Linked DNA regions of Mus musculus: region 1 is linked to region 2. Evidence: chromatin contacts called from public HiChIP or PLAC-seq data. All regions are on one chromosome and are shown on one strand. Each heading gives the region's core, a stretch centred on a gene start, on an enhancer-like site or on the middle of the called end of the contact. The rest is flanking DNA. Distances are from core to core; before and after follow the strand shown. Region 1 overlaps Pde10a (phosphodiesterase 10A). Region 2 has its middle 140 kb from the start of Gm46585.

Region 1 (4,729 bases), core at 1,140-3,639, 330 kb before region 2:
GAACAGACTGCTATTACTCCCCAGCTCTTTCCTAGCTTGAGACTCTTTCCGACTCCCATCTTACAAAGGCGCCAGTGTGGTGACAGAATAGACTCACAGGCAGTTCAAATCCCAGAGCCGGCAGAACAGCACTGTGTGGGTTACAGCCTGAGAAGGCTCCTTTGTGAATTGTTCTGAAGAGCTCCATAGAATATTAGACAGCCACAACCACTCTTTTCTACTGCCCACCGATTCTCTACTGACTCTGAAGTCTCCCCAACTCCTGGGAATATGCTTATCTGAGACACACGCTGACCAGGAGGACAGCCGAGCAGAGAGAGAGAGAATGACCATGCCAAAAGCCGCACAGGATGTGTGGGGTTAATTTGGTGGGGGTTTTTGTGTGGGGGTGTGAATTCTGGGAACTTAACCCTGATCTCACGATTGCCAGACAAGTGTTCTACCATTGAGCTGAATCTCTGGCTTTCAGCAAGATTCAGCAAGTAGACACATGAATAGCTGAGATCTGTTACAAATGTCTCCATATTCAGTCCTTTCTCATAGTCTGGCAATAACCCTTTAATAACAGTCTGTTCCCACTGAGGTCAGCACCTAGCAGCTTCATACACACACACACACACACACACACACACACACACACACATACACACACAGAGAGACAGACAGAGAGACAGAGAGACAGAGAGAGATCCTGGGACATGGATGGACTGCTCATCATGGAATGTCATCTCTGGCCTCTAAGTCTCTCATCTACGTGACAGGGGGTGCACTCTATCCATCTTCAAAACTTTTAACACTTCATAAAGTTCACGTGAGTGCCAAGTGGCAGCTGTCCTTTAAGATAGCTTGTGATCAAGAGCTAAGGAAGTCAGTTCCAGCACTGCCCAGCTTCCCGAACCCTGGGATCCCGTGCCAGTTCACACTGATCTTGCCGCAGAGCAACCTTTATCAAGGGTAACTCCACTGAAGACAGCACCTCGCAACAGGTGCGGTGCCAGAAAACAGAAAGCAGAGTATGTCCAGTCCTACCCGACGGATGTCATGGTATCTCCTACAAAATCTTATTGTGTTGTGTCCTCGACTGTCACCAAGTGGTCACTGTGGTGCCTCCTCACTGTGGTGCCCCAGGGCGTCTGGCATTTGTCTGCACTGTGGATCCTGGAGACTGAGTCGGCTGGCATCCTCAGCCTGCAGAGTAAGCACTTTACGAGCTGAGCTGTCTCTCCAGCTCAGTCGAGGCATTTTAAAGTAAGCAAAGCTATAAATAAAGGGTTTTTTTGGTCATGCAGACACCACAAGCTGGAGTATCCTAACTGCTCTCCAGCTGAGCACTGGCAAGGAATGACCAATGAAGTGCACAAGCCTCAGAGGCAGAGGCGGAGATAGAGGCAGAGGGAGGCACACCATAGTATGGAGTGAGGGGCTGGCTTCCAGCAACCATTCATTTTAAACTCTCAGTGGCAGACAAGGAAACTGCTGGCTGCTCAGTGGTGAGTACTCTCCTAGCATCTGCAAGACCCAGGAATCCACCTTCGGCAATGCCTCAGAAAACAGGCAAGAATAGTTACTGACAGGGTCACAGGAGGCTTACCCTAGAGGTCTGGGAGAAGGGACACGGTAGCTGCACTTTCAGTCCTGGAAAGAGACTCTGAGGACTTCTGCGCCCCCTGTAACAGGAGCAAGGCCTGTTCCTGAGAGCAGAATTGGGGGTTTGGAGAAAGCTAGAGAAGATGCAAGACATCATAGAAGGAGAGCAGACATGGGCCACCAGCTCAGGGGAGAGGCCAGCCTCCCCAAAGGATTCACACTGAGCTGAGGGAATCAGGCAGGATTTTACAAACAAATGGGGTATGCGTCTGAAAAGGTAGTACCATCAATTCTATGCAAGCTAAACGGAAACAACAAAATGAAGAATACTGTATTCAAGGGCTTGGTAAAATGAATATGAACTAATTTAACTTGGAGCAAAAAAGACCACCAGGATGCAAAGAGCTACTCAGATAATAATTCAGGCAAAGGAGAATCATACAATCGTTAAGAGTCATCAATGACAACAGCAAACAATTCCAACACTTCCATCGCTGCTAGAAACCAGCATATAGGCTTCAGGGTGTCCGTCTCTAGTGATTAAAGTTCCCAGCAGTGTGCTCTTGCTGGGGGAAGTAACAAGAAAGCATGAGCAAGCAGCCATGTCTTTGACAAATAAATCAAACACCTTAATGAGAATCTGCGATGGGAGGCCAAATGGATTCATCAAGGCACACTGTTTGTAGGTATTTTCTATATTTCTCTCTTCACAAGAAAGAAGAACATTGAATAGCAATGTTCACACTGCCTGGGCTTCAGAGGACCAGAAGCAGCTGTGCACCTGGGCTTCAAACAATACTTCTGTCGTGATGTCTTTAAATATCTACACCCTGGTGTGGCTTTATGGCTGCTGAGAATGGTCGGGTAAAACAGGTTAACAGCTTGAAATCTTGTGGAAGAGGAATGCTGAGCTCCTGTCTTTAGAACTGGCTATTGTGTGGCTTCGTTACTGAGCTTCAGAGTAAACGGCTCCCAGTGGCTACCATTGGATGTGCCTGTCTTTTACATAGCACCATCAGCATGCAGTCAGAAACAACTCTTCATAGACGAATGGTCTGTGTGTTCAATCCACTGCTGATGCGGTGGGCTTTGCTTGAAATCTGAGCAAGCAGATCCAGTAACACTGAGAGCTGTGCCCAGGTAGCAGGAGGACTCACTGACTTGCCCCGGTAATCGTTTTATATTGAATGCACTTGGGATGCCGGTGTGCTCAGAGCTCCTTAGAGGCTTCCACAGCTCCTGTGGCTTACCTGAATAGCCAGCAGTTAAAGGCTGAAACACACCACCCACAGCCTGGGAGGGAAAGCGTTCTTCTATACACTCACAAGTTCCAGTGCCTGAAGCAACTTCAAGCCTTCAAACCACATGTTTGATCGTGAGAAGCCTGGCTTCCCTCGTAAGCATCCCAAGAGCTCCTCCTCTTTAGGGTGCAGTGACTTTCCAGAAGAGAAATACTCACTGGGCCATTGGATGTTTAGAGTTGAGAATGTTCCCATTTTCTTTTACCTGTCCGGGACCTGGCATCTCTGATGTGTTCTTTGGATACTGCTTTGGTTAATGCCGTAAACTTGGCAGGATCCAGAAAGCAAGCTTTCTGAGTGCCATGTCTGAGAGGGCGTTTCTAGATTAGATTGGTTGAGGTGGGGCAGCCTACCCTACATGTAGACAGTAACACTTCATGTGCTGGGGGGGGAGGGGGGTGGGGCGGGGCTGGGCTGCACTGAAAGATGAAAGTGAACTGAGTACCCACATCCATCTCTGCTCCCCGATCTCATCTGCAGGGCGACAGCTGCTCCACTCGGCTGCAACGGCTTTCCCACCAAGACGGGCTGTCATCCTCCTCCAAATTGTGAGCCCAAACAAGCCCCTCCTCTCTCAAGTTGTCTCTCCTGGGTACTTTGTCACAACAGTAGGGACCGTTACTGATACACTTTCCGAGTCTTCTGGATCTGTTCATTATCAAAGTGACAGGTTCTGCTGGCCTTCCATAGGCTTGTCAGTAAGTATTATCTTGAATCATATAAAGCCACCACATAGCTAGTACCTCTCTCTCTGTCTCTCTCTGTCTCTGTCTCTGTCTCTCTCTCTGTCTCTGTCTCTTTGTCTCTCTGTCTCTCTGTCTCTCTGTCTCTCTGTCTCTCTCTCTCTCTCTCTCACACACACACACACACACACACACAGAGTATGCCTGGTGTGTATGTACTTACACTCATAAACCCTCCAGGCTGCAGATTTTATAAGTGACCACTACTTGAGTACTTAGGCTTAAAAGAATCAGCTTTCCCATGCTACACATGTCCTCACTTTATTTTCCATTGTTTGGGGTTTTTTGTTGTTGCTGCTGTTGTTTCCTTCTGGTTACCTTGAAATCACCTCTAAGGTGGTACAGCCTGGCCTCAAACTTACTATGTGGAAGAGGCTGGCCTCCTTCTTCTGTCTCTCTCGTGTGCTGGGATTACACACACATGCTTGGTCATATCTGCCAGCTGTGGCTGTCAGCTGGAGGAGGCAGTTACTCCAGGTCCTCCCCTTCCTTCGGAGGCCAGCTGCCTCTGTGCTCACTGTCACTCTTAACAACAGAGCCATGTTTATGCTTTGGAATTGACTGAGCCCTGTCGTAAAATCAGCCATATTATCTTACATTTGCATTTTTACGGAATTCAATACTAATAGAACTTTACCCTGAAAGGGGGCTGGTGCTGTTCCTGGGGGACACTGGGGGTAGCCTACTTCAGTTTATAGCCACCTAGACAGAAAACCCCATTTTCTACTCATTCACAGAGAAGCCCTGCATCTTGAGTCCCACCTTCCTGCTTCCTCTGCCTTGTTTAGTTATAACCAGGTTTTCTGCCAGCCCATTAGAAAATCTCTCCAAAGGGGCTTGAGAGACAGCCCAGCAGTTAAGAGCACTTGCTGCTCTTCTAGAGGACCTGAGCTCAATTTCCCACACCACATGGTGGCTCACAACCATCTTCTAACTCCAGTTGCAGGGGATCAGAAGGTGCCCTTTCCTGTGGACACCCCTGGGGCAGCTGATCACGTGATCCTTGAGGGAGGGCCTTCTCCAGGGAGCACTCTGACTTTCTGGGAGATGGGGTACTTGCAAGAGCAACTTCAGCAAGGAGCAGGGTGTGCTTCCTGC
Region 2 (4,178 bases), core at 916-3,415:
TGAAGGTTTAAAGTGTCAGATGCCAGCCCTCATGAATGCTTAGAAAACCATGTTTACTACCTTGTTTACCGTGTTCAGTTCAATTCCTCCACTCTTACACTACTTAGGAATCCCTGCCTAGGGAATGATGCCACCCACAATGGACTGAGTTTTTCCATATCAGTTACCTTAATTAAGACAACCCCACAGATATGCTCACAGACAAACCCAGTGCAGACAGTCCCTCAGAAACTTTCTTTCCTGCTGACTCTAGGTTATATCAAGTTGACTAAGCTAACCATCCCACTTTGCAACATTCTAAGTCATTTGTATATGCCTATTTTATTATTTTTCCACTTTCCTATCTCCACCTTCTGTGACATAATGTCCACGATGGCTAAAATCTTTGCTTTGTTTTCTGGACAGAGTGTGGCTCAGAGGAAACATCCCATAAACATGTAAGAATACACAGTTCATGTTCTAACAGCTGTTCAACCAGAGACCCTGAAGGAGAGGAGCTCAGACACAGACCAGCTAAGTCTTGAATATTTGGCCAGCATCACTCCTGAGACAGGAAATATAATTAACCACAGGCTGAAGAAGCAAGCAAGCAAAAGCCTGATATTTTCAAGCATGGCAGAGCTCAATCACTCAAAAACCCTCTAATGAGCTCTCAGCACCAGCAATACAACATCAAGCCAATCAACACTCCAGAATTGATGAGGGAGGGATTTATGCAAATTTAAGCCAATAAACACTCCAGCTTGGGTGAGGGCAGAACTTATGAGACCACTCATAATAGCTGAGGAGCTATTGGCAAGTGGTGGCTGCTGAGGGCAGGCTAAGCAGGTGCCATTTCTCTTCCAGGATGTGAACTATAGTCAATTGTCCATGTTCCTATGGATGATCCAACACCCATGGGCATGCAGGTAGAATAAATTGGATTATATTGTTTAAAAGAAAAGAACATGAAGGTGAGAATGATTGGAGGATCTGGGAGGAGTGGGGGGATTTGTGTCAGTTATAATCAAGATAAATTGTATACCTATATGATATGAAATTATCTGAGAACAAGTTAAAATATTCTAAAATGAAAGATCTTCCAGCACAGCCCTCTGTGTGCTTGCGCTCTGTGTTCTTTTTGGTCCTAGGTTCCACCATGTCTTCCAAGAATCCGCTGATAGACTGCCAACTACACATTCCTCAAACCTAACTAGCAAAGTAGATTTTGTGGGGATAGGGTTGACCTTTGGAGATCTCCATCAAGAACAGATGTCTAAAGGGCCTGGTGGCACATGCATGCCTCTCATCCCAGCACTCAGAAGTCAGAAACAGGAGGATTTGTGTTTGAGGCTAGCCTATGTTACATAGCCAGACTCTGCCCCCAAAGGCAAAAATAAATCAACAAACTAAGATGATTTGTACACAATTTTTCCAAATGCAGAATCCAGGGTATGAATTGCTATACTAAGAAACATAGGCTTCGGGCACCTGTCAAGAGAGAACGCTTTTGAGATGGCTGGGTGTGAGTTCACGCTGCTGTTACAACTAACAGCCAGCTACTTCCTGAGTTCACATGCAACAACGCGCCCCACGACATACATCCTCACAGCTTCCCAGTGAAAACATGCCAGTGTCAGAGAAACCAATGGTTCTGCCAAGCCCTGTAGCCTGGATACCCACAGCATATATTCATATAGACATCAGCACCAGGAGGGCCATATCCTTCCAATACACCTGCCATTATTCATATGATACTCCTGAGCAGGAAGTCCGTTCAAAACTTGCCCCTCCCCAGACCTCGTTTGCTCTTACTTCCACAGAAAGCGGTCTGAAAACTTTCCTCAGTTTGACCTGAGCAGCCTCCGCCCAGGGTTGAGCTGCTGCTGGACCTAGCTTCCCAGGAAGGTAGGCATCCCTGCATGTCTGTGATCACGTGCTTGTTGTGTATTTGCTCACTCCATCCTCCCAGTTCACCCGTCATTCATCTGCGCCGGTTCATTCGCTCGCTCACGTGCTCGCTGTTTCTTTGTACACTCCACTCACTTCCTCCCTCAGAGCAGTTTCCAGCGACTTTAGAGTCTCTGACAGGGAGCTAGAGATCGCCAGACTTCCACTCTGCAAGCTAAAACTATCCCATAGACTTCACCCAGCTAAGATCAAAGAGTGATTTCTTCCTCTCCCGCCAGATGGCAGCAGACGCGGGAAGATGAGGGGATGGCGGAGCAGGGAGGAAGGATCTAGTGGAGCCTGACAGTTGGCCAATGCCATTTGTTTTCTAAAAAGAATTTTGACTAGGTGATGGGGAGAGGATTGGTGGAATGGAGCCGACAAATCTCACAGCATCGGCCCAGGGTAATGGCTTTAGCTATGTAACCCAGCTCCCAGACCCCCACTCCTCTCCAGGCAGGTAGAAGAAGCCCTTGCCACATCCCTGTCCTTCTCAGCAGATCCCTGTTAGGCATGCAGGGGTTCCCTACTTTTCACTCAAGACTCATGACGTCATAACATCTAGAACAGCGCAGTCTTCAAGTGAAAATGCTGGGTGAGTCTCTGTGTCCAGAAACAAAGAGAACCTTATCTGCCTGTGTGTCCAGACTTAGGAAAGACAGGTGTTTCTATCACTGAGGGACCCCCACAAAGCCCATGCAGAGGACTGTTACGTGGAATTCTAGGTTCATCTGTCAGCCCCTGGTACCTGTTCTCTTGGACCCCAACTTCTAGGAAAGACCCCTCTCTCACCTTCCTCAACATTGTCTCTTGTAGATTGCCCTTTAAATGGAAAAGCCTTAAATGTCTAAGGGTTGTGGCTAAGGCCTGTGGATTGTACGTGCTCTCTTTAGTGATATAACAACCTCCTCTAGTGTAGGCTACAATGAATGGGTTGTGATTTTCTCCACTTTTGAATCCATTTAAAGGAGTCGTCGTCCCCCCCCCCCTCGCCCAAATAGATTTAAAGTAACTGTCAATGCTACATACAATGAATCTTCCCCCTGCCCCCATGTGCTCTCAGCCACTCACTTATCCCATTTCACCCCATTCTAAGGCCAAGATGCCCTGCAGGAACCACAGGGAGGTGGCCACAGAGGTTCTCCAGCCTCTGAGGTCATCACAGGAAAACCCTCTATCACTCTAGGTCATACACAGACCACTGGGCTGGGGTGCAAAAGAATCAGGAAGAGTTCTAACAGATGTTCCAGGATCCCATACAACACAGAGAAAAGGGAACATGCATTATTTCTATGCTTTGGGGCTAACCACACATCTCCAAAATTATGGCCAGTTCCCAGAGATACATTTTAGAATGGAACTCTACGGAATTGCTTAAATCTAGTCCTACACCCCCATCCCCTAAAGAAATCTGGCAAGGAAAAAAAAATCTCAAAGTATTTTAAATATGTTTAAGTTTTTGTTGGGCCACATTCATAGTTATCCTAAGTCGCGTGATTTAAAAGCTATGGGTTAGACACTGTGACTTAAACAAAAGAGAGTAAAAAGGACCCAGTGTATGGCTCTGGGGCAGGATGCTTTCTGATGTTTAGTGGGGAAAGAGATAAGGAGATCAGCTGAAGGAGAGTGAGACCGGAGTGGAGGAGCCACAAACACAGGATCCCATACAGGGGCGATCCTGGTAGCTCTGAAGAACGCTGGAGAGAAACGGGGACACTGGCAAGATGGTGAGCTCAGAGCCACACTACAGAATAACAGATGGAGAAGTCTGACCTCTGAGCTTCTCCCCTTAGTCTGCCTGTCACCCCCTCTCTATGCCATAGTCCAGCCTAGAATCCCCTCCATTTCTGTTCCCTCTCTTCCCACTCCTGGGACAGCCAATCAGGAAGATCTGCACACATTATGACTTATCCTGCTCAGTTTGGGAGTCCCACCCTGGGTGTTAGGTCAGCTTACATTGTGTGTTACTTCCCTTCTGTGAGACCAAGTGACGTCTGAGGCAAGGAAGCTGCCTTCCCGTGCTCGTATGATAATCTCTAGTGCTTGCTTGGCTCTCCTCTTCGACTTAACATTTACCTGTCGGTTTTATAGGCACCACCATGCACGCACCCATGCAACCCTTTTGCTACAACACCCCTAAGTCATGCCACCCCTGCGCTGCCCTCACACAGTCCACCCTGTACATCACCAAAGCGTCTCATCGGGCCCCACATTCCACCCACCAGTCATGCTTCACGGATAGGATCGGT

The links. HiChIP or PLAC-seq counts read pairs in DNA pulled down with a chosen protein or histone mark.
Region 1: a contact with region 2 is called in an H3K27ac HiChIP or PLAC-seq map of T-cell acute lymphoblastic leukemia, with 4 times the contacts expected there. The contact joins two enhancer-like sites. A contact is called at or near these places in 2 of 15 datasets of contacts at CTCF or cohesin (the NIH/3T3 cell line and large pre-B cells), 13 of 484 Hi-C or Micro-C datasets (B-cell progenitors, the G1E-ER4 cell line, bone marrow-derived macrophages and 8 more), 5 of 115 datasets of contacts at active chromatin or transcription factors (T-cell acute lymphoblastic leukemia, embryonic basal ganglia, embryonic hindbrain and 2 more) and 1 of 9 other capture datasets (pancreatic islet).

The regions. Positions count from the first base shown.
Region 1 is chr17:8,922,606-8,927,334 of GRCm38.p6, reverse strand. The region is part of intron 3 of Pde10a (phosphodiesterase 10A); the gene reads right to left. Among named protein-coding and RNA genes, the nearest start is that of 1700010I14Rik, 63 kb to the left of the region's middle. Within about 2 kb of position 2,389, at least 19 of the 459 cell types and tissues checked have an H3K27ac peak or open chromatin away from gene starts, as enhancers often do. A contact at or near this core is called in T-cell acute lymphoblastic leukemia, where this site is marked.
Region 2 is chr17:8,590,843-8,595,020 of GRCm38.p6, reverse strand. It overlaps a transcript of Pde10a not described here. Among named protein-coding and RNA genes, the nearest start is that of Gm46585, 140 kb to the left of the region's middle. Within about 2 kb of position 2,165, at least 15 of the 459 cell types and tissues checked have an H3K27ac peak or open chromatin away from gene starts, as enhancers often do. A contact at or near this core is called in T-cell acute lymphoblastic leukemia, where this site is marked.